Regions from separate parts of the Mus musculus genome. Here all the other regions are linked to region 1. A link is a contact called in public HiChIP or PLAC-seq and promoter capture Hi-C data. All regions are on one chromosome and are shown on one strand. Each heading gives the region's core, a stretch centred on a gene start, on an enhancer-like site or on the middle of the called end of the contact. The rest is flanking DNA. Distances are from core to core; before and after follow the strand shown. Region 1 overlaps Gm46822 (a long non-coding RNA gene). Region 2 overlaps Bcar3 (breast cancer anti-estrogen resistance 3). Region 3 overlaps Gm34119 (a long non-coding RNA gene). Region 4 overlaps Bcar3 (breast cancer anti-estrogen resistance 3).

Region 1 (6,026 bases), core at 1,803-4,302:
ATACTCCTTGATGATAGCACCTCGAATCCAAGTAAGTTTCCATCCATTCGTGGATGTTTTAATCCCCCAAGAATGCATCTGTGTCTTTACAAGCAATGGCTTGGGCAAAGCAGAGAGTGGTATTTGAGGGGGTGGAAGGGGTATAACTTTGATATTGTGATGTGAGTTCCAGCAAAGGGACAAAGTGTGGGGTCATTTTTTTATTTCTTATTTTTAGTATAGAATAGAGTTTATGTAGGGCATGAGAAGGGAAGTTGATGGGGTAGTAGAGACAGAAAGGCAGAAAGAGGGAGGGAGAGAGACGGAGGGGAAGGGAGGGAAGGAGGGAGAGCGGGAGAGAGAGAGCCATGAGCATGTGGAGGGGGGGAGGGGAAAAGGGATAGGGGGAAGAGGATAAGGGAGCAAAGGAAGAGGAGAAGAGGAAGTGTGGGGACATTATTAACATCGGAGAGATCTTTTTCTAGGCAATGCTTCTCTACTTTGCTGGCATGGCCATTCAAGAGAGCATCATGGGAAAAGAGCTGAGTTACCAAGACTTGCTATTCCTGCTGCACACTGGCAGTGGATCACAAGAGGTTTCAACCTGTAGCCTGTAGCCTGCATCAGTGCTCTCAAGCCAGACTGTATTCTGTCTTTGGAAGCTTTAAACCCAGCACTGACAATGCCCTCCTAAAGGTGAAAGTCCCATCAGGCATTCATTTCCAAAACAGAACACGTTAAATGTTTGCTCTAGTAAATCATTTTCCCCTGAAGTCACCTAACCCAGAGTTTCCAAGTTTAACTGTCTTCATGTTGGTATTCAGAGACTTGACATTCTGTGCATATTACATAGTGAATAATTCTTTTTTTTTTTAACCTCATAATTCACTCAGAGTTAATAGTAACCCAGCCTCATTGCTTGGCCTTCTCTTTCAACGGTGAGCTCATCCTCTGTGCTTTGGTTCTGGTTACCATGGTGCTTCTGTGCCTGGTCTTTAGTCCCGATCACTGGGAGCCTCTCCTTAAGTGATAGAGGCCATGGTGGGATTTCCCTCAGTCCTGTTGCCTTCTGTGAAGCAGATCCGTTAATGGTTCCCATTTTTCTTACTGGTTTTTCATCAAGACAATAACTTGGATGGAATGGAACATGACTGACTGGCACTCAGTAACCATTTCTGATTTCCCAGCTCCGTAGTCCTTACTGCTTTTAATTCTCCTTCCAAGTCTATCCTTCCTCTTGCTCTCTTGATGGTGATTAAAGAGTAAATCAGGCACGGTGGGAACATTGCGATCCAGAGATCTGCAACAGAGGAGACATGGAAGACTGCCGCCGAGCTAACGTAGCCTACTGTTTTACAGGAAGCTTTTTTTATTTTCTGATGTAGAACAGCATCAGCAAAAACAACAATAAAAAGGATATTACACCACATGCATGAATCAGTCATGCCGTCATTTATTATCATTCTCAGGTATTAGTACATTACGTAATTGTGGTTCTCTGTTTTTATTTGATGGGCCCAGAGTTGAGGTGTTTGTAGCAGCATCACCATAAATATGTAAGTAATGTTTTCTGCTGCAATCTTAGACTTACTATGAGATCACTGGGTGCCAAGGGTTTTCCAGCTCCAGTCTAGTCTTCCCAGACCATCATATACATGGCCTATCACTGACTAAAGTGCCAGTTTGTGTGTATGATTGCATTTGCCATAATCAGAGCACACAGCTGTCCACAGTCAAAACTAGTACCAACCTTGAAAAGAAGAAGGTGTGTTAGACTCCGTCAGTAGGGGAATAGTCTTCATTTTTACTTTATTTTACTTTGGTTGTTTTGCAGATGCTGTGAGATAGAATTTTACTATGTAGCTTAGGTTGTCCTGGAACCCACTATATAGCCCCAGCTGGCCTCCACCTTGAGGCAATCCTCCTGTCTCAGCCTCCCTGATATGTTATATTCAAGCTTGAGAATCTTGAAGATTTGTATACCACCATCCTTTGTTAAATAATGGTCTGTATGATTAAGATGGTAAAAAATATGACTGGACGTGGTGATGTATGCCTTTAATCCCAGCACTTGGGAGGCAGAGGCAGGCAGATCTCTGTGAGTTTGAGTCCATCTGGTCTACAGGAGAGAGAGAGAGAGAGAGAGAGAGAGAGAGAGAGAGAGAGAGAGAGAGAGAGTTAGTTCCAGGACAGCTGGGGCTACACAGAGAAACTCTATCTTGAAAAAAGACCAAACGAACAAAAATAGGAAAAATGTGAAGAAAACATATAGAATCATTAATTTGGTATTATAAATCCATGTATACCCCATCCTGAAATCAAATGAATTCATTCTGACAATTGAGAGAAACTGGTGCTGATGCACAGGGTTTTGACCAGTCTCTCAAAACCGAGGAGCAAATGACACATTGCCCTTATCCCAAAGCTGCCTTCTCATGTAGCAAAATATAACTTAGAAATACCCAGACAAACTGTAACCTAATTTGAGAATACATTCTTTAACAAGTAGCTAAGTCTTGGCCAATCATAGCAGATGAACCATCATAGAATGCAAACCAATAAATCAGCTGCTGACAAGATTCCAAGCAGGATCTTTCTATATGTCACTTCTGTTTCCTGCCAAATTGTTGAGTAGAACTCTCCAAACTGCCTTTATCCCGAGAGATATCTGATAACAAATGGATCTTTCATTCTGCACAAAGTGATGCTCTTAAATGTAACATGTCTAAGGTTTTTTTTTTTTTTCTTAATGAGCTGCCTAGCTTGTTCAAGTCCAACAGAGCAAGCTGAAGTTGCTGCATTCAAAACACACTGCCCTACAGCATACCATAGAGATCTTGGGAACATCCAGCGTTCCTAGTGCACACTTGGAGCTGGCTCCTCCCTGGCCCGTTTAGAGAACTTTGCCTGGACACTATAAGCAAGATCACCAGGTCTGATGACCAGCTGGGCCTTGTCAGATATATCAGCAGAGAGACTGTTTACAAACAGAATGGAAACGCGTCTAGTACCCACCAAAGCTATAAGCAGCTCTCTAGGCGTCCAACTACTCTTTGGATGGCATCCAAGGATCAACGGTCAGATGTTGCATAACGTAGCACGTGATCTACCAGCAGTGCACACATATACAATCACCCTTTGGCAACAGGCCTTGGCTTTCATAACCACATTCTTGGATTTTCTGGTGAATTGTTCAAACAGCCACCATAAATGAATGTCTGTGCCTGATGATCCTATTTTGCTATGGAAAAGTGAGTTGGCTAGTTGAAGGTGCTCAGACAAATGTAAATGGAGATAGCTGGCCCTGGCCGTTACAAAACCAGGTAAAGACAAAAGGATTTGGAAATTGCCAAAGAACACATCTATATGGTTAAGGATTTTTTTTCAATAGTTAGCATTTTCAGCAATATTTAACATGCTCTCAAGAAACAATATAAGCTACTAATTAGAACCAGCAAAAATATGCACACACACACACACACACACACACACACACTCACTAACCTGAGGGCAAAAGGAAACTTAATGCCAGAGCCACGGTCAGACTCAGGTCCTAACAGCCCCAGGCCTGTCTCCAGCCCACATTCACACTTTACTCTCCTTTAATGAGAAAGAATGGCAGAAACAGGCAGCAATTGAAGGAGGGCCAACACTACATGTGCTTACTAGTCAGGCTCTGCACAAAAGCATGGCATTCCTTCAACAGCAAGGGAGCGGGGAGGCTGGAACAGTGGCAGCGCTCACAAAGCTGGGAAGAAACAAACATTGGGACTGGCTGGGTAGGGTAGGATGAATAACAAAGCTGAAATGATACTGAACCGGGTACCAAGGGCAGGTACATCTGCTTTCATGGGGTCCCGAGACATCATAATTCCACCAGAAATCCATGGAGTATGCATTGTCTCGGTTGACCTTTGCATGATGTGAAAAGACAAGAAGATACAGGCCAAGATGGAAGAACAAGACAAAAAGATCCACAAAAGCTTTGAGAGACTTGAGACTCTTGGAGTTAACTAAGAATGCCCGTGCCTCTGGGAGCAGATTCGGCCAACTCAGAGAGGGCAGGCATAGGCTTTGTCCAGCTAAGATCCAAAGGTCTGATAAATAAAACAGGAGGTGGTGCTTAGGGCAAGGTCAGAGAGATGTTTCCTCTCAGGGCTCTTGCAGACCCCAGAAAGGCTTGAAGCCTTATGAGTGTTACTATGGCTTCACACCAACGAATTCACTGGCCTGCCATTACATGATTCGACTTCATTTCAAGAAAGCAACGGAGAAAAAAAGAACTGTTTATGGTCAGTCAGAGCAGCAAGAAGGGTGGTGGCCGCTTTGTAAATGATCAATAGCAAGTCAGAGAGAGGAGGCTGGGATTGTTTTGTTGTTGCTGTTGTTGTTGTTTGTTGTTTGTTTTTTTCCCAAGAGACTCTTAACCTACATGCCTTCCTACCCAGAGAGATGTGTTGCCAGGAACACTCACCCAGATCTTCAGGTTAATTGACAGCCCCAAACAAGGCCTTCTTTATAACCCTCATTAGGAGTTCTGCTGAGTTCGCCCAGGGGCCCTGCAGAGCAGTGCCGGCCCTGCCTTGTTCATTTCTTCACCGTTCTTGGCCCAAATTTTGTCTGAGCCCCGACTCTTGGTGATGGTGTTTTATGTAACCATGGCTGCTCACTGCTTCAGAACTTGGTATGATTAATGGTCGTAGGAACACTGCCCCCTTGGCAAAAAAAAAAAAACAAAAAATAAACAAACAAAAAAACAAAACAAAACAAAAAACCCCAAACCAAACAAACAAACAAAACAAAAACAAAGTCTTCACAACTCTCACCTTGAAGGGAATAAAAGATTTTATTCTGGAGCCAAATATAAGTGATCTCCGCCCAGGATCAGGCTTCTCAGATACCGTGTTCCACAGTGGAAGAGGTTTCTTGGGAGATGTTATTCATTAGTTACAGATCAAAGTCATAAATCAAAGGACTTTCAGAATATATGAGTGGGGCCCACGGGTAGGTAGAGCACAGCAAGTGGGGAAACTGTTCGATTGCAGACACCATCTGATAACATTCTTAGCTTGTGGACTGTGGAAAGCAAAGCGCTAGTTTCCTAGGAATACATTTTGAAGACTTCGACAGTCACAAGGATGCTAAGTCTGATGTAGAGGTGGACAGTGGAAGGATTTAAAGTGGCCCAAGATACTGTGGCTCTGGCCTGCAACTTTCCACTTCTGACCAAGCAGCATACCTCCTGAAGCCTGCCAGTTTGTCTGTCTATCTACAAGACCCTCCACCACCCCCTTCCTCCTCACTCTCTCTTGCTATTATTCTTTTGTTCTTAACAACTGGCTTAACTACCATTTCCTTTGGATGAGGCATGCTTCTATATTTATTTCAAGATGGTACTCACACAAAATCAATTAGGTTTCTCTCTGTCTCTGTCTGTCTGTCTCTCTGCCTCTCTCTCTCTGTCTCTCTCTCTCTCTGTCTCTCTGTCTCTGTCTCTCTCTCTTTGTCTCTCTCTCTCTCTTTGTCTCTCTCTCTCTCTCTCTCTCTTTGTCTCTCTCTCTTTCCCATTGGGCTACAAGCCACAGAAGGGACTCTACTCTTTTCCATAATAAAGAAGTTTAGTCCTTTGGCCTCAGAGAATCTTTTTGTAGCTTTTCCCCTCCCCCATCCCACCCCACCCTCATCCCTCTAAGAACTTTAATTCACAGTGCTTTTACTAGTGTTGATCAGACCCCTGCTTTCTGTCAACCATTGGTTCTGAGTATGGCTTTATTGCTAATAACACCTCTATTTGTAATGTATTCCAAACATTATGTTCAGCTTAATCTCCAGAAACTGTACGTGGCTTTTCCAATAGCTTGTGTTTATTTCTTGTGTATTAGTGTCTTGTCTTTTAGAGACCAGAATTTGAGATCACAAAGCTCTGGGGCCTCTAACAAGATCTTGATTCATCCGTACCTCTCGCTAAGCTCTTACTCAGGGCCAAGAAGCAGAAAGACATGGTTTTCATTCTGTGGGGCGTAAAGTCCAGCCGGAGAAGGAAGGAA
Region 2 (6,026 bases), core at 934-3,433, 320 kb after region 1:
ATTTAATTTCCAATATGATCTTTATGATAATCATCTTCAACTTGATTTTTTTTTTAAAAAAATTGTTCAAGTTAAAAAAATTGTAAGGGAGCTGGAGAGATGGCTCAGTGGTTAAGAGCACTAACTGCACTTCTGAAGGTCCTGAGTTCAAATCCCAGCAACCACATGGTGGCTCACAACCATCTGTAATGAGATTGGATGCCCTCGTCTGGAGCGCCTGAAGACAGTTACAGTGTACTTACATATAATAAATAAATATTTAAAAAAATTGTAAGATGCAGATTAGAAGAAAAGATAAAATCCGACAAAATCGAGTTTCTGGGGTCAGTGAGATGGCGCATCGGGTATATACAGCTGGCTGACAAGCCAAACCCTGAATCCATTCCCCAGATCCCATATGGTTGAAAGAGGGCCCAGCTTCTGCAAGTTATCCTCTGACTGTACACACATTGTGACATATATACATGTGTACACACACACACACACACACACACACACACACACACATACACACACACATACACACACACACACACATACACACACACACACACACATACACATACACACACACACACACATACACACATACACACACACACACACATACATACACACACACACACACATACACACACATACACACACACACACACACAATGAATTTAAAATATCTCAAAACTCAGGCTAGAGGAATGGCTCAGTGCTTAAGAGCACTGGCTGCTCTTTCACAGGACCCCTTTGATTCTCAGTACCTACATGGCAGCTTTCAACCATCTATAACTCCAGGTCCAGGGCATCTGACACCCCTTTCTGGTGTCTTTGGCACCACCCACACATGCGTTTCATAGACATACATGCAGGCAAAACACACATACACATAAAATGAAATAGAAGATGAAAAGCTAATTTTAGAAACCCCCACTTCCTAATGCTCACCACTGACAGTGTTTGGGATGTGGAATATCAGGCTTATTAGCATTTGAGAACAAAACTGTTATACATAGATACAATTCCAAGCCTGACTCTCAGTCCATATCTATGTACATTCTTATCGTCTTTGGGGTTTTTTCCTTAAAGATTATTTATTTATTTATTTATTTTATATATATGAGTGTTGTTTTCATGCACAGCAGAAAAGGGCATCAGATTCTATTCCAGATGGTTGTGAGCCACCATGTGGTTGCTGGGAATTGAACTCAGGACCTCTGGAAATTCAGTCAGTGCTCTTAACTGCTGAGCCATCTCTCCAGCCCCATCCTCATTTTTAATAGGGGCATTTGCTTCAGGAGCAGGTGATCTGTGTATATAAGCTCTTGGCATCCCTTAGACAACGGGCATCTTGGGCTTAGCCCACTTTCCTGGTATATAGCAGTTGATACTTGGGCACTTGAGTGATAGGTAAGACCTCAGGGAAATCTAAAGCCCTGTTTCATTCAGCTCAGAGAAGGCCATGAGTTTTAAAGGTTAGATTTATTCAAAAGCTGGATTTTCCTTCCTGTGTCAGGAATCCTGGCTGTAAATCTAATCTCCTAGCCATACCGCAGGGGGTTTGGGGGCTGAAAAAAGACTCCCAGAGTGAACTGGAGGGTCACCGAATAACCTCGGTAGAAAGAGCTCTTTTCCTGACTCCAGGACTGGAAGGCTAACTAGATGACCAGTGTAGGTCAGAGCCTGTGGCTGAGGGTGTCATCCCTGCTTGTAGAGGAAGGAGGGCGTGTCCCTGCTAAGCAGGCTCCAAGGGAAAGAACAGGACTTGTTAACTCTGGTGGCTGGGCAGCCTTGTGCAGAACACACAGGTAGGCAGAGAATTTGCCATGTTAAATCCGTACCTACTGTCAGGTGGTGGCAAGAGAAGACTGAGAGTTCCTGTCCCAGCAGGCCAGTCAGGCTGGGCCCTGGGTCTGAGCATTCAGCACCATGCCAGTAGGCCTGAGGTGAGTGAGATTCACACCGAGTGTGAGCCCGCCCACCCACAAGCCTCAGGAGGGAACTCCTTGTACACACAGGGGTCTGCAGTTGCAGAAGAGCTCCTTTTCTGGGGGGCAGTGGGCCCTTGGCTGTATATGAGGGCTTGAGAGTTTAGGAGAGAAAGAGGAGCTGCCTGCCCACTCCTTACAGGTCTGGAAGCTTCCCACTGCCGTTGACATCCTTCAGAGGAGAGCCCGAGTCTGATGTCACTTGACAAGTATGCAGCCCTCCTCCTGCATTTCCTGCCCTGAGCATTTTGTCCTCTGCCTGGGCCTCCTCCCTGGATCTGTCTTCAGGTTCCATTGAAAGACAGGTTGCTTGGGAGTCCCCAGCAATCAGGGAGAAGGTAGCCTTGGCTCTGTGCACCCTAGCCTCATGGGCAAGGCTGTTCTGCAGTCTGCAGTCTTCCCTCTACCACCCGTGCCTTGATCTTCTCCCAGAACTGCTACAGACACAGGCTGTGCCAGTGTCTCCGACAGGAAAACTCTTTCCCACTGTAAATCAATGAAATGGAGCCAAGTAGGAGGCAGAAGCAGGCATAGAGCAGCATCTGGGGCCTTGTGCCCATAGCACATGGTTCAGGAACAGCTGCTTACTCAGGGCATCAGGACAGTGGGTGGTTCTGAGCACACCGGAAGCTGCAGCCCATCAGTGTCCAGCACCCCAGCTCAGGGCCCGTGCCACCTACAGGTGGACACTGCTTGTGCCTCACTTGTCCTGGTGGAGCACAGCCACTCTGCCACCTGCTGTCTTTGAATGTGGAAATGAAGTCTCCCATTTGGCCTTTAGGGATGAGTCCAAATCCCACCATTGTCCCTTAACAGCTGCATGGCCCTTGTTCTCCTCTCCATTTGTGGAATGGAGTACTCCCTACCCAGATGGTCAGTAAAGACTGAGATAACATATCTGAAGCCCTGGCACTTTGCCTGGTGCAGAGTAAAGCAGGAAGTGTTGATGAGTGTTACATGTTCAACCTTGATTGAGCACCTGCTGCATGCCCGGCTCACTGGCATGTCTATCCTGGACGGACCTACTGTTTGAAGGGAATGGGCTGAGAGGAGATGTGATACAGGAACTTGGTCCACAGCATGGCCAGGAAACGCTCTAGCAGGAGTGGCTGGACTCCCTAGGCTTGAGCAAGGCCTTGAAGCTAGAGATCATGGCCAACCCGAGATGACTTTGGAAGGCTGAGCAGTTGGCAAGGTGATTGCAGAACGTGTCTTGCAGGCTTGGAGGCACCTGTGCTGTCACAAGCTATGGGGACAGGGGTTGGTCTAAATGGGATTCATTTCTGGATCAAAGCAGAGGGGCTTGGGGTGGGCTGGGATGGACCTGCGTGTTGTCCTCAGTGTTGCAGGTTTCTACATCTGGGCTCACACAGGATCTTGCTGTTATAGCGCTTTACCATTAAGCTAGGGAAACAAACCCATGTGCCTGTGGGCTCAGGTCTGAGGCCTCTGTGCTGGGGACAGCAGAGCCAGAACACCTAGTGATTGGACCTGGCGGTCTGATTGCATTTTAGGACTCTAGGTAGCTGAGAGGAGGGCCAGGCCAGGGGTCTTGAATGGGTCCACAGAGTGGTGGCAAGTGGGACTTAGAGGGTCTTGCCTTAGGACGTTCCTGCCACCCTGTTCTGCCACAGTAAACACATCCTCCTCCTCCTCGAATCCCCAGAGGACTTAGCTTTGACCCCAGGGTGGGCTCAACATCCCGCAGTCTTCCAGCTCAGCCCTGGAAAGTATGTGTAGCTCAGGAAAGAGACCTGATGATGGGTGATTGACACTTAATTCCGACCAGGGGCTTCTTGCTCTCAGAATGCCTATTAGTGCTTCCAGAAGAAAAGCGTGTCAGTGGTAAGCCTTTGAGGCTTACTACGCAGAGGGTGTGGGCTGCCGTGCGTGCCAAAGAGGAACAGGGCTCAGAATCTCTGGCAGGATGATGGACTAAACATGTGAGATGTATGGAATGCCTTGCCATGGTCAAGGTGGACCTCTTTCCTGACATCTGGCCAGAATTGCCCCCTCCACATGGCCAATGACTCACAGCTTGTACTCTCAAACAGTCATTTGAATCCTTAGCAAAGCTCTTGAGAAAGGTGAGTCGTACCTGTAGTGGTGAGCCTAGAATGAATCCCGCATCCTGTCCTGGGCGCCACCACTGGACAGCCAGGTCCTCAGCTCATCCCCCAGGGCTGACAGGGGTTGCCTTGCTCAGCTACGGAAGTTTCAGGTCAGGTTTAATAATTGCCTGACTTCCTGATCTTTTTGTGTGTGACATATTATGAAGATCTCTCCACGGCTTGGCATGGTTATGGTAGAAGACAGCCCACCACAGGAAGCACAGAGCACCATCTGGTGCCTGCCACATGGCCAGACTTGGTTAGACCCCTGACTCCCAGGGTCACACTGCAGTATGTCAGTGAGCTAGCATGGCCTCAGTTTAGAGATACAGCTGACTCCGCTGTAACCTTTCAGTGTGCTGTAGACTAAGAAACAGTCAGGTCTGACAGCCAATTCCATTCAAATGTGGTTATGCACGTTAGAAATGAGATGGTAAAAAAGAAAAAAAAGAAAAAAAATTCACACTGTAAGAAACTGGAAGAATGAATTTAATCAATGAAGAGAAAAACAAAGAATTGGGTTGCAATGAGAGCTGGCTTGAAGGAAGAAAGATTTTCTTTCAGGGAAACCTCTATGGAGAAGCCGTGGGAGTGGTTTCCAATCACCACATATGTTTTTAATGGCTTCCAGCCGTAAGGTACACTTACTGCACCCAGGAGAGACGTAATTAAGGGCAATAGCAGCCAGCCGTGGCTGTTAAGTGAGACCATGAATGGTAAGGCTCAGAGCAGAGGGGAGCTTGGATGACACTCTGCTTTTCCCCTGAAGAGCCTGGTGGGCTACACACACACACACACACACACACAGAGCACCCCCCCCCCCCACACACACACACAGACAGCCTGAGGGGAGCTTGGATAACACTCTGCTTTTCCACTGAAGAGCCTGGTGGGCTACACACACACACACACACACACACACACACACACATGCACAGACTTCTTGTTGGCAGCAAAACGTCTTGTCAGAATTCAGCCTGTGTCAGGCCAGAGCCGACTAAATGATAAGTTCCCTGGCTGGGCTTGAATGCGTAGCAAATCTTTAGGCTGTGCAGGCCGTTTAGGAGTTCCGTCAGCCCTTTGCCCACTAAATGTGTGTGTGTGTGTGTGTGTGTGTGTGTTCTTATGTATGAGATAGCACACATATGAGGGTACATGTCCGTGTGTGGAGGTGAGAGGACAACCCCTCAGGTGTCCTGAGGACCTGGGGCTTGTCACTAGGCTGGCTCGAGAGCCCCAGGGATCCACCTATCTCTGCTCCTCAGCGCTGATGGTTAGGAGCCCACACAACCATGCCTGTCTTATTACGTGAACATTAGGAATCAAATTCCCGTTCTCATGCTCACACAGCCAGCAATGCATAGACCAAACTATTTTCCCCAGCCCCTCACTCAGTTTTATAGTTTATGATGTACATTAAGATCTTCAAATATCATATATAAGAAACATTTCGCATGCAGTCACTCAAAGAAATCCAGACACATTGCATCCTCAGCCACAGGGCTCGCAGGTACTTAGTTCTTTCTTTCCTCGCACTAAATGAACCCGGGCCAACACACTTTCTGATCTAGCGCCTTCCTCTCTCCTCGGCTCCTGACAGGTTGCTAGGATACTCGAAGTCTCTGAAGACAGGAAGAGGAGCATGGGTGTGAGCTCTGGGTTGGAGCTCATTACTTTACCTCATGGACGGCAGCTGCGCCTGGACATCATCGAGAGGTGAGCTTGCTGTCTCTGCGTCCCGTGCAGCAGGATAGGGGTGGGGATCGGGGGAGGAGGGAGAGGAGCAGCATCTGACTGTGACTCTCCCTCAAGCCTGAGCTATGTCTGGGACATCACACCTCCCTTGCCCCATTCCTGAACAGTGGCTGGAGGGTGGCCTCCTTTGAAGCCCTGGCTGGCGTGGCTGCAGCCAGAACGCTGCACCTCCTGCTGCCTT
Region 3 (6,026 bases), core at 1,899-4,398, 280 kb before region 1:
ATTGGTATCACAAAGTTCTTGGCTCAAGTCTTCATCTCTCTGGTCCCCAGAAGAACCTGTGACAAGAGTCTCTTTCATCTTTCCGATATGTAAATCTACTTGTAACATTTACCTGCTCCATGGGTTTCTATGGCTCATTGGCCCAGATCATTGCTTTAAATTCCTCCAGCTTTTGGTCCTTCCCTGTGCTTCCTGCCTTGCCTCTGCTCCTCATCCATCGGTGTTTTTGTTTTCCTATTACATAGAGATGCGGCTGCTGTTCTCATCCAAGAGGCGATATTTAAAGTACTCAGAGGACAGAAGCTAACGGTGAGAACACAGCCACTCATACTGTCACTATTGAGGATATACTGGTGTGCAGGGGCTCTAGCTGCCCAGTCCCAGTCCCCTGAGCAGGATCACCTTCCTGGTGAGCTTCTGCCCTGCTTTCTACATCTCCCAGAGGAGCAGCCATTGAGCCAGAGTTGAAAGTGTGGCTCTGTGTCACTGGGAAAGGTGGACAGACCTGAGTTTCCCCGCACCCATGCAGAGATGAAACGGTTGTGCACCAGGCACGGTTTGCAGACCTGAAATGACCTCTTATGTTTTCTAAGATGTTCTTGGAAAAAACCCCATGGCCTCATCTCTGCTGGCTCTATAAACACCTTTGCCTGTTTCTGATCCTCAGAATTTTATCAGTAAAAGACATCTACCTCGCACACAGGCCCACCAGCAGATCTGTTTTGTGACCAGCTTTGATCTTTTTTTATTTTCCTGCTGACTAGGAAACCTTATGTCCTCAATTGACCTAAAACTATGAGGAAAAAGTTCCAGCATCTTTTCTAACAAGAAAGAAAGAAAATGATACATGGGTTGTTGTTTGGCCTCCAATCTGAATCACGGCTGTGTGGACCACTCATCATAATCGTATTTCCTGCATCAGCATCATTAAAGGGTTTTTAGCAAGTTGCTACTCAATGCAACACTAAACTGGTCTTAAGGGGATTCTAAAGAACTAATCGCTGTCTCCAGAAGCTGGATGTGGAAGTTAAGACATGAATAGCAGGAATGATAACACTACTAAAGCAGTCGCAGTATGGATTGCATTCAAATGACAGACACTGTGGGAGTGAGGAGGAAGAGGAGAAGGGAGAAGAGGAGGAGGAGGAGAAGGAGGAGGAAGAGTTACTTTGTTTTCCTCCTACGTGCAAAATGGGTCGTAATGGATAGTGTTCACTCTAACCCATCTGAAAAATCAGCATATGTGATGAATGCAGAGAACACAGAAGAGGGGCTAGCCTGTGAGAGGCCCTAGGCTTGCTGCTTGGGAGCAAGGGAGTGGTGGTGGTGGTGATGGTGGTGATGGTGGTGGCGGCGGCGGCAGCGGCGACAGCAGCAGCCACCGCTGATAAGAGAATGGAGGGATGTCCTCAAAACTGGAATGAAGCTGAAATTGCAGTTGTTTCAGCCTGCAAATAAGAAATGTAACCCCAAGCAGCATCTAAGCGCTACCACAGAGATATGTAGCACTCTTACATTGTTGAACAGAAGTTTAATGTAATCAAAGCAATATTTGAAACTACTAGGCAGCAAGTGATCACCTTCAAGCCCCATTTCAGCTGCTGTAAGCGCACAGCTGCGGGTGTTCCACCCTTGGGGCTGTTCGGGGAGGAGTGATCTTTGTGTTATGAGCATTCATTACGTGTTCACAGTATGCTGTGTACCAGGCTATCTGCAGCATTTTTAAAAAATCATAATAAAATACAAGTTTTTGCTAACTTGCCATTTAAAATAATTGGCTTTTAAGAGTGTAGCTCACGGGTATCAGCTACATTCACATTGTTATGCAGGTGTCATCTCCACATATTACGTTTCCTGTTGTAAACTGGACCCCTGTGAACTGAACCTCTGCCCCTTAAACAGTGACCCCCCCCCATTTCCTTTACCCTTTGACCTTTAGCAAGTGTTGGGTTTTCTATCTGTTGAATTTGGCCACTTGATAGAAGGACAGCCATACAGTCTGTGTCTTCTATGACTGCTTTATCTCATTTAGGATGCCTTCAATAGTCATGTGTGTTTTAGCCTGTCTTGGAATTGTTTTCCCCACTTAAACCTGGATAATATTCTATCAAATATTTCATTAAAATTTTTTGCTAAAGAAGATAACTTGTCCAAATCACAGAGCCAGCTAAAGAAAGAGCACAAAGATCTGCTGCAAGCTGCTTCCCGCCTGTCCACGCCCCCTGTGTAGCCGGCTCCATGTAGGTCTAGGGCCGGTCACCACATCTGGCACAAGGAGGCCATTGGAGGAGGATTTTCTATTGTTTATCTAACACCATTTCTCCAGCTTTTCTTCTTCTTTTAAGTATTGGTTTATGAATATGATAGGCCCACGCTATGTACATGTGTACATGTGTGTGTTTTGTGGAATTCATAGATGCTAAAAGTTGAAGGTTTGGCTGATGGCGCACACTTGCAGTTTTAACACTGGAAGACTGAGACAGAAGCGTCCTAAGTTCAAGGTCAACCCCGAGCTCTGTAGCTGGACCCATTTCTAAATAAAGAAATGGTTAAATAGGTTTAACTAAACTAAAAAGGATCTGGAGAGATCTGGGCCAAGGAAGACACTCTTCAGCCGCGCCTTAGCAGGAAGGCAGACACACAGGTAGATCCATCTCAGTGAACAGGAGGGGACCGGCTAGACACAAGCTAATGTGAACCTTTAGGAAGATTTCTTGTGGCTGAACGTATGGCTAGTCCATTAGGGATAATCATTCTTAGAGAGGACACAGGTTTGATTCCCGGCATCCAAATGGTGGCTCACAACCATCTGTAACTCCAGCTCCAGGGAATCTCATACCCTCTTCTGGCTTCTGTGGGCATCAGACATGTGCACAGCATGCAGGGAAAAACATCCATACACATTCAAATAAATTAATAAATATTTTAGAAAAACATTTTTAAAGAAAACAATTTCTTTTTTTAGGCCCTTACCCTAGTGAACTTTTTTGTTGTCTCTGTTTTTCGATGAGCTAAACCCACTCCTTCTAAGCGAAGACAAAAGTCCTTTGCCCATATAAAACTAGGCCGCATGGCAGCCTAACACCAAACACAGTGTGGCTGCCCAGTCTCTCCAGATAAACACAGGGAAAGGTCATCCAAACACAGGAAGACAGAGTCCCCTTCCCTTTTCCTTTGCCCCCTCCTCCTCCTTCCCTGGCTCTCTTATCCCTGGAGGGTGGACCCAGCCTTTCCCAACGTTTATTCTGAGAGCTCCAGTTCGCACAGTGGGACGTGCTCCAGACATGGGAATACAGCAGCGGGGCCAACCGGGAAAACCAAAAATATAAACGGAGAGATTTGCTAGATTTCTGTTCTCCCTTCCCAAATTGTGCCAGGAATGTGTGCTAGAGCTGCTTCTACTGTTCTTGGTGGAACTCGGCCCTTCCTGGGAGGAGGGCTTCTGGAGTTTATAGGACTTGCCGGTTTGCACAAAAGAAAGTTAGCCTGGCTTAGGATCTCCGGGCCTTGTGCTTGATCCAGCACAAGAATGCAATAAATGTTGAGAAACAATAGCTAAAGAGCCTTGCATCTCCAACACTGGCAATGAGTTTAACAAGTCCCCATCCCCCGTCCTCCCCCAATTACAGAGGAAATTAGAAAGCTAGATGTCCTTTAAACTTAACTGTTGCAATTTTGTATAACCGGGAATTCTGAAGTTCATAAATGAAGGGCATTTTACCTTCTCCTGACATATTGTGATCCAAACAGTGGCAAGGAAATAAACGTACCCTCCTCACCTCGCTGGGGAGGGAGGGGGAAAACGATGAATGCTTTGGGATTATGAGCTTCAGTGATTATAAATCAGCATCTGTGGTGAAATGTTCAGAGCTAATTTCAAAACAGACCCAGGGTTTGAAAGCAAAGCATAATGGTGACCTTTCTCATTTAGCTGTTGCTCAAACAAAGATATGTTCCAGCAATATCCGATGCTTCCTTCCTGCTGGGCCTCCACCCAATGCCATTTAAAACAGTGTGTCACATCCAAATGGGAGCAGAGGATGTGGCGTGGCTGAGTTTCAGAAGCCCTGTGTTTGTGCTTTATTATTATTTTCGAAGGTTTTTTTTTTAATGCTGTATTTGTTTTGTTTCCATCAACTTAGTGTTATGAGTTGGGTTTCATGAGATTAAATATGGGTGCCAATTCTACTTTTCTGTTTCCTTAGATTTTTATTCTTGTCACAAATGGCAATGTATTTGTTTTTCTTGTTTTTTTGTTTTGTTTTGTTTTTGCTGCTGTTGTTTGGTTTTGGTTTTCTAAGAGAGGTTCTCTCTGGTAGACCAGGCTCCTCTAGAACGCACTATAGTCCAGGATAGCCTCAAACTTGTTTATGGTCTTTTGACTTCTGCCTTCCAAATGCAGGCAGGGATGACAGATAGGAATTGCCACACCAAGTTCACTTCACGGGTTCTGAATCATAAGGATAGATTTTTGTTTGTTTGTTTGTTGTTTGTTTGTTTGTTTTGGTTTTTGAGACAGGGTTTCTCTGTGTAGCCCTAGCTATCCTGGAACTCACTCTGTAGACCAGGCTGGCCTCGAACTCAGAAATCTGCCTGCCTCTGCCTCCCAAGTGCTGGGATTAAAGGCGTGTGTCACCACCGCCCGGCCGATAGAAATTTGTTATCTCATGGCTCATTGTATTTTTATGAATTCTCTGGGGTGGAACAAACAAGCAAAGACGATTTTTAAAGAATCATTTACTTGTTTTGTGTAAAATGTTATAAACACAAATAAATAAAACTCCCAGGAAAGTATCTGAGAACGGAGGAAACAGGAGAGGGGTTCAGAGAGGAGAAGAGCTGAGAGTCCTGATTGAGAATACGTAAGCTGAAGAGGGCCAAAGACAAGCTGACTTTTAAAAGATTTATTTATTTTTATTTTATGTGTGTATATCTTGTCTGCATCTATGTATGTGCACCGCATGTGTGCCTTTCTAGTCCTCAAAGGAGGAAGTAGAATTCTAGAGGTTTGTGAACCCACCATCAACCAGCTGTGGTCTCCCTGCTTGAGCATGAATAGCCAAGGGACAGTGGAGAACAATCACACAAAAGACAGACGGATTTTGCCCAGGGTTCATGATCGTGGAGGCCTTTCTGTGCATGCTCTCCAAGAAAATCATCAGACATTTACCTCTGTCCTCCCGCTGTTCAGAAGCAGATCGCCATCTTCATCCCCACCTCTTCAATTATGGATGTTCTTTGTTTTGTACAAAATGGAATCTGCAAAGCTGTTTGTGAATGTTATGTGTTTTCTGTCTTCTTCTCTCATAGTATTTGTTTCTTTCTCTTCTTTCTGCTTTTTGTTTGTTTGAGACAGGTCTCACTGTGTAGCCCAGGAGGACTTTGAGCATATGGCCTCTCACGTGGTGGAATTGCTAGAATTCACAACAGGTCTAGCTTACCTCTTGTGCTTCTATGCTGTTCATTTATCTAAGACTTGAATTTTGACTCTCTCTCCCCTGTTTAGAAATCTTCACTATCAGTTTGCCCTTCTGTGGCCTGTCTCTCCCACCCTCCAATCTCACCAAGGTCCATGGTTTACCTATCTAATGCCATCTTTTTATTCTTCTCTCTTCTTCTCCAGAACCCCCCCCCCCACACACACACACACACACACAGACAGGCCTTTACAGCCCTTCTCAGCAGCAGATCTGGACAGAGAAGGGTGTGAGGTGATATTTGCCTCTGGAACCTTCCCTGAAATGTCTCCTTAGCTTGGCTGAGTTTTCTTTGACCCAAGTTATTGTCTTCTCAAGACAGCCAGCTCCTGAGTTCTATAAATGTTTTCCTTCCATTCAACTCTTTTTCAGCGGTATAGCCACGGGTGAGTTATCTGTGTCCCAGCAGATAGCTCCACACCCATGCCCCACATGGGTGGCCCCGGTTAAGCTCAGGGGGTCACAAAATACAAAACAGAAACAAAACAAAAGGAGACAGGGAAGGAAGGTGGGGACTTGGTGGAGGAGGGGAACTGGCGAGGGTGGGAA
Region 4 (6,026 bases), core at 2,422-4,921, 280 kb after region 1:
TACATGTCTCAGAGCAACCCAATGTTGCCAAACCTCGTTAATCCTGACTTTCATCCCAGGTGATTTTAGAATGTATCAAGTTAACAGCTCTGTCACAAGTTCTAATCCAAACAGAGGATGGCAAAGCTGGCTCATTTTGTGTGTGTGTGTGTGTTGGGGGTGGGTATTGTGCCATTTCTCATGCCTGTGTGGGTGACTATTTGGGGAGCAGAGGATAGGTTCCCTACTTTTCTACATCTAAGATGAATAAAAACCACATCTCCAGAAATACATGTGCACGATTCTTATACATCCATCTGCCAAGGTGTTTGTGGACTTCAGTTTGAGAATCTCTACACAGCGCTCAGCGTTTCCTGGGCCCCTATTATATTTAGACGTCGTCACGCTGAATGTTGTGGTGACTATGAAGAAGAGATGGTTTCAAAGTCATTCTAACAGCTGTACCCGGGAGGCAGGGTGGAAGCTGGAGCTCGGAGCTGGGCATAAGGAAAGCCGTGGGAGGGAGAAGGAACTCCCCAAAGGCCCTGACGACTGAAAACCGGGGCTTCCAAGCCCTGAAACCCCAGCTGCAGAACACATCTAAGGGGGATCTGAATGTGTGTGGAGATGGTGTCAATTTCATGCCTTCAAGTTTTCCTCTTAGGTTTGACCACCAGAGGGGCTCCTGGCTTCTGGAAGTGGGTGGCTTTGCAAGATCTCTGAATCTGGTCCAATAGCCAAACGGCCTTTAAGAAATGCCCTCAGGGGGCTGGTGAGATGGCTCAGTGGGTAAGAGCACCCGACTGCTCTTCCGAAGGTCCAGAGTTCAAATCCCAGCTTGTGATGGTTGTGATGGTGGCTCACAACCATCCGTAATGAGGTCTGACTCCCTCTTCTGGAGTGTCTGAAGACAGCTACAGTGTACTTATATATAATAAAAATAAATAAATTTAAAAATGTCCTCAAGAAGTTTTAAGATAGTAGATCATGCCAGGGCCTGCTAAGGGGAAGTTGTAAGATGTTGGTTCACAGTTGCGCCTAGGCTGGGAGGGTGCTGTGCATGGCTCAAAGGTCACACTCCTACTCAGTGACACAGAACATCCTAGTTCCAATCTCCTTCTCCTCCCTAAAGGCAAACCATGTCTTCTCTATCCCAGAAAACTCAGGACAACTCAGTTCTTCCACATGTAAGTCCCTGGAGTAGACTGAGGAAGACCGTTCATTTCCACCTGCTGCTGACGCACCAGCGAAGAGCCCTGTTATTAACCGGGAAAATCATATACATGGCTTCATGCAGCGTCAGCCCGTGTCGGCTCCTTTTTAGCGTCTCTCAGACGCAGAGATGGCACACAAGCCTGCAGCGGTGTGCCCAACACGGTGTGCTAGCCAACACCTTGAACTTAAGCTCAACTTCATTGTCATTGACATTTTAAGAAAACATTTTAGGAAAACAAGTTTTAAGGACACACTGTTCCATCTCCTTTACTCCCAAGCTTGATAAAGGGTCCGGTGATTGGGTTAATCTCAAATTTGAATCTCAGGATAAGCGATCCTGTAAACTTAACCTGTTGATACAAAGTAGTAAACTTCCTTCTGGGAAGGGCCCGGGTGGAGCAGTCTTTGCTGCTGCTCCTTCTGGGAAGTAGAACACCCCAGGGCTGCTAGTCTCTTGTGTCTGCCTCTCTCAGCGCAGAAGCTGTGTTTTCTCAGGTCAGCTTTGTGCACGGATCACACAGTGGAAGCCTAGCCTTCCGGTCTTCCCATTCAAAAGGAAAAGGAGAGCTTCCTCCTCAATTCCAGTTTGAAAAATCCCAGGGAAGCTCTCAGGTTCATCTCAGGTTGGTCATATGTTCACCCTCAGACAGCTCACTGTCCAGTACTCTGACTGGATTACACATCCAGCTCGCAAGGGTGAAGACACATGCTATCTAGTAACTGAGCTATTGAGAAGCACTGAATTAGGTTGTTAGGTCCGCTGTCAACAAGCAGTCACTGATAAGCAGGAGGCAGGAGACACTCCCCCACCCCCACTCTCTAGGGCTGCCAGCTCTGAGAGTTGTAAGGTTACAGGAAGTCTGCTAAGTGACTGAGCCCACATCAGAAAAGGGGCAGGCTTATTCGTCAGTCCAGCCAATGGGAGAAAAGGACAGGAAGTTCTCCTAGTCAGGGAACTTCTAAAGATGCCCTCTTATGCCAAATCAACGTACCAGTCGTCTCTGCCCTTTCTCTGCTGTGTCTCCCTGTCTGCAGCATTATATATTAAAAGACGGTTTCGTTCTCACTAGTCTCTTGAATTTGTTATGATCATATTTCCAACACCACCATCTGGTATTTACACTTTTCCCCATAAATGTTTTAGGATCATAGTAGGCTATTTTTCTAATTATCTCTGTCTTCTTGGGATACACATATACTGTGTTGACACATGACTGCTAAACTCTGCAGATATTCCTCCCCATACCCTTTTCCATCTTCTTAAAACCTGTACACAGCTCTCTGCAGTTTCACTCTCTTTGGTTTATTTATGGGCTGGATAGTTTCGTGGTGGCCACTGTGACAGAGGAGATAGAAGTGGGCCCTTGGGAGAGCTGTGTATCACCTGATTATCACCTGTGTGGCCTTGGAAAGATTTCTACATCTGTTATCGCAAGTGACCCAGCCCTAAGACACAGTGTTCCAGATAATGATCCAGACTCTCCAGACCCATTCCTGCTGCTCACCCTGGTACCTCCCCCTTCCTCCACCCAGCCCTCCCACTTACTTTGGAAGGAGTGCCGTAAGGTGCACAGGGACAGGGTGGGGGTTGGTGGCATTCTACTAGCCTTTGAACACTGGCAAAAACAACCCATTGTCCTCACCCTAGGCACCAAGTAAAGAAAATATTGACCTTTTAGATGTCACTTCTGAAGACATCGTTGTACTTGGCAGCCATCAAGGAAGTGAAGACATTGGCTGCCGATCAATGCAGTCTCTCACAGAGAGCCTTCGGATCCGGCCTTTCCCCACCAAGGGCACAGGAGGTCTATACACAGAGAGGTGTTCCTGGCTTGTGCTCAACACCTGAGGCTTGCTGCCTCCTGGTCCAGAGATTCTGTTCTCAGCATCCCCAATCTATGAGCTACACTTCCCTGACTGTTATATGTTGTCCAGTATCCCTGACATTGCGGATGAACCCTCAACCTGTGCTGCTGGACTATCTGTCACTGGATGAGGGGAGGTCTGCCTCCTGGATTTGCTTTAGATTAGAGTGTTCTGGTCCTGGCAGTCAGGTGTGATGCTTCTGTTAGCACATCAGATAAAGCAGGTTCTGGCTTGCTCTCATTACTCATTCTAAGAACTACTGCTTGCTGCCCAGACCATGGTGATAATGATGCCCCCCTCCTAGTGTGCTAAACGAGACACTGGTAGAATTCTCAGCAGAAATTCTGGCCCTTGGGAACATCACACACTAGGAAATGAGGTAGAGAGATGTGGGTGACCGCCATGGCCTTTCTAGATGCACTCCCCAGATGTGTGGCTGCCAAGAGGTTGCTGAGATCAGACTTGTACATATTACACATTTACTGTGATACACAAGGCCCTCCCACCAGAGGAGCACAAGGGCTTGTCTTTTTCACAGGGGAAAGCTACTTCACAGCCATAAGGGGTCTCAACACTGCTTGCCTGGCTCCTCCTCTTACCAGTCACAGCCCTGCTAAGCCAACCGGTGTCCATGGCAACCAGACAAGTGTTTTGCAGGTCCAGTCATGATCACTAGGCTATTTTGCTCACTTCCTTTCTACTGGCTATTGAAAGCCTTTCTGAATCTTAGACTGGTGACCTGACTCAGCAGGTAAAGGTACCTGCCATGAAACCTGCTGACCTGAGTTTGATTCCCCAGAACCCACAGGGTGAAGGAGACAATAGATTCCCACATGGAAGCTTGGACATGCGCGCATGCATACACACAGACACTTTATCTATTAAGTTACTTTTTTAAAAAGTGGATAACCAATCAGTGGGGACTTCTAGGTCCCCTAAGTGTTTGGGAATTGAGTATAAGCTCTAACCTATTTCTCCAGTGAGCACATTATCACCCAGTGGTTCGTATGGATCATAGAAGCCATACTTCACCTCCCAGTTAAGAGCTCCTAATACAGACTGATTTTCAGTGCTGTTTTGGCAGAATGCAGGATTAATCACTGTCTCATTCAGATGATAATAGCCAGGTTGTTTCTGACTGACAAAAGACCATTTTTCTACTGAAGTGTTTTTCATTCAGGTAGCTAAACTTTATTGCGAAGGGATTAATTCCACTGTTTTCTGTCAGGGTTGGAATGAGTGTGGTCTCCCTCGGTGCCTGCCTGCCCTGTGCCTAAGCAATCCTCACTGTGACTGGTGGATTCCTGCTGTTGCAGGCTTAGGGGAGGCAGAGAATAGTTTCTCCGGGGAATACAGACAGGCAGTATAAATTAGAACAGCATGGATGGTGGTGGTGGTGGTGGGGGGAGAACGGCACAATCTTCATGAGGCTAGACACAACATGACTCTAGAAATAAGTTAAAATCAGACAGTCCAGAAATTTGGACCAGAGCAGTATGAAGAAATTAGGCACCTGGGAGATGGTTCTCAGGGCACTCTAAGCAGAAGCCAAAGATCGGTTGTCATGGCAACAGCCACCCAGCATGGAGGTGTTGGAGGAGTGAGATTGGCAGGACAGCAGGTCAGAACATAGACTAAAGTCTAATTTTGCAGCCAGAGACAGGGACAATGACAGGGGTGGTGGTGGGGTATCACCCAGATCTCACGAATTACCCATAGGTACTCAGTCAGGTTGGCTGGAACAGGGGTATCCAATAGTAGATGGGCTTTGGGGTGAGCATGGAGACAAATACTGTGGCTTTGTGTCCTGCCTGTTTCCATCAACAGCTCATCAGATAACGATGATGCAGGGGACCCTCTGAGACATCTGAGCAAGTGTGATTAAAGATCCTTCGTATGTCTTCCGATTATCAGGTTTTGAAGTTGAGGATTAAAATATACTTTTAATGCTAAATACTCTTGATCATCTATCTCCTCTTTAGTTCTAGTTTTAAAAACTCAGAAGGGTCCTCAGCACCAGCTGCAGTCCGGCAGTGACTCAGTCATTGTCCACCTTCTCTGAGGACAGAGGTCCGGGTCGCCCAGCATCTGAGAGTTGTCAGCGACAGAGGATGGTTTCTAGTGCCTTTCTTCAAAGAGGAATGGAAACTCACATTTGCAGACTGTGCCTTGCATGTATTGGGGATCAGGCTTTATAATGTTATCATTCGTTGCCTGTAATCACCTGGTATGTTTGGGGAGCAGCTTGAGGTTTTGAGAGGTCAAGTCATCTCCCAAGGTCACTTCAGCTAGCTACTGGCGCAGCACTGACGCCTGGAACATGTTCGGAGTCTCTTTAGAGCCACGTGGATGTCTGTCTCCAGGCTCAGTTTTGGAAGGTGCCAATTTGCAGAAGTGCCTGTAAGATTGCCTGTAAGATGGGAAAGAGCTCAGTTGGTCCTGATGGGGGTGGGGCACTCCCCGAAGGCTCCGCTGCAGAGGGACCGCTGTGCCTCTTCTGTAGTCGTTGCCTGTCAGCTCTTTATGTTGTTCTCACTAAAAGTAGGAGGGAAAGAAAAGGCAGTGTGTACAGCAGAGAAAACCCAGAAGGAGAGATGATGGAAACAAGCTTTGCTCTGCATGTGATGTCTGCATGGTTACTGTGGAATGGGAGGCAGCCTGGCAAAGGAGATGCTGAACCACCCTGGATGGATTAGACTCCCAGGGACTTACAGGGGATCTAGAGGAGTCCCCTGAAATGTTATATCAAGGATCATGATTCTGCCTCTTGACCTGGGAAGATGGCCCATGGCTTTCTACTAAAAGATGCCCACCCAAGCCTGCCAGGTAGTCTGAGACTAACTGAGAAGTTGAAATCCCTACATCTTATACTCTTCTTCCTCCTCCTCCTCCTCCTCCTCCTCCTTTTGAGACAGGAACTAGGATACGTAAGATCCTAGACCGATGACCTTGCACTCGTATCCTCT

Evidence for each region. Promoter capture Hi-C pulls out the DNA fragments that hold promoters and counts their contacts. HiChIP or PLAC-seq counts read pairs in DNA pulled down with a chosen protein or histone mark.
Region 2: a contact with region 1 is called in a FOXA1 HiChIP or PLAC-seq map of pancreatic cancer cells. The contact joins two enhancer-like sites. A contact is called at or near these places in 2 of 484 Hi-C or Micro-C datasets (liver and nephron progenitors), 1 of 115 datasets of contacts at active chromatin or transcription factors (pancreatic cancer cells) and 3 of 9 other capture datasets (adipose tissue, embryonic stem cells and liver).
Region 3: an H3K27ac HiChIP or PLAC-seq map of hepatocytes shows a contact between it and region 1, with 2.6 times the contacts expected there. The contact joins two enhancer-like sites. A contact is called at or near these places in 1 of 15 datasets of contacts at CTCF or cohesin (the NIH/3T3 cell line) and 3 of 115 datasets of contacts at active chromatin or transcription factors (embryonic stem cells, extraembryonic endoderm stem cells and hepatocytes).
Region 4: a promoter capture Hi-C map of liver shows a contact between it and region 1, with 3 times the contacts expected there. The contact joins two enhancer-like sites. A contact is called at or near these places in 16 of 39 promoter capture datasets (the 3T3-L1 cell line, 3T3-L1-derived adipocytes, the C10 cell line and 9 more), 13 of 484 Hi-C or Micro-C datasets (the 3T3-L1 cell line, B cells, the C10 cell line and 9 more) and 3 of 115 datasets of contacts at active chromatin or transcription factors (bone marrow-derived dendritic cells, embryonic midbrain and pancreatic cancer cells).

What each region holds. Positions count from the first base shown.
Region 1 is chr3:122,196,174-122,202,199 of GRCm38.p6, forward strand. Gm46822 (a long non-coding RNA gene) reads right to left here. Exons shown (of 6, transcript XR_001783970.1): 6 at 1,233-1,279. Among named protein-coding and RNA genes, the nearest start is that of Gm40137, 12 kb to the right of the region's middle. Within about 2 kb of position 3,053, at least 83 of the 459 cell types and tissues checked have an H3K27ac peak or open chromatin away from gene starts, as enhancers often do. A contact at or near this core is called in hepatocytes, liver and pancreatic cancer cells, where this site is marked.
Region 2 is chr3:122,513,573-122,519,598 of GRCm38.p6, forward strand. Bcar3 (breast cancer anti-estrogen resistance 3) reads left to right here. Exons shown (of 12, transcript NM_013867.3): 8 at 5,691-5,806. Among named protein-coding and RNA genes, the nearest start is that of Mir7657, 25 kb to the right of the region's middle. Within about 2 kb of position 2,184, at least 43 of the 459 cell types and tissues checked have an H3K27ac peak or open chromatin away from gene starts, as enhancers often do. A contact at or near this core is called in pancreatic cancer cells, where this site is marked.
Region 3 is chr3:121,911,438-121,917,463 of GRCm38.p6, forward strand. The region is part of intron 1 of Gm34119 (a long non-coding RNA gene); the gene reads left to right. Among named protein-coding and RNA genes, the nearest start is that of Gm34119, 11 kb to the left of the region's middle. Within about 2 kb of position 3,149, at least 40 of the 459 cell types and tissues checked have an H3K27ac peak or open chromatin away from gene starts, as enhancers often do. A contact at or near this core is called in hepatocytes, where this site is marked.
Region 4 is chr3:122,472,235-122,478,260 of GRCm38.p6, forward strand. The region is part of intron 3 of Bcar3 (breast cancer anti-estrogen resistance 3); the gene reads left to right. It overlaps Gm34349 (a long non-coding RNA gene), which reads right to left. Exons shown (of 2, transcript XR_376033.3): 2 at 4,227-5,595. Among named protein-coding and RNA genes, the nearest start is that of Gm34349, 5.0 kb to the right of the region's middle. Within about 2 kb of position 3,672, at least 172 of the 459 cell types and tissues checked have an H3K27ac peak or open chromatin away from gene starts, as enhancers often do. A contact at or near this core is called in liver and pancreatic cancer cells, where this site is marked.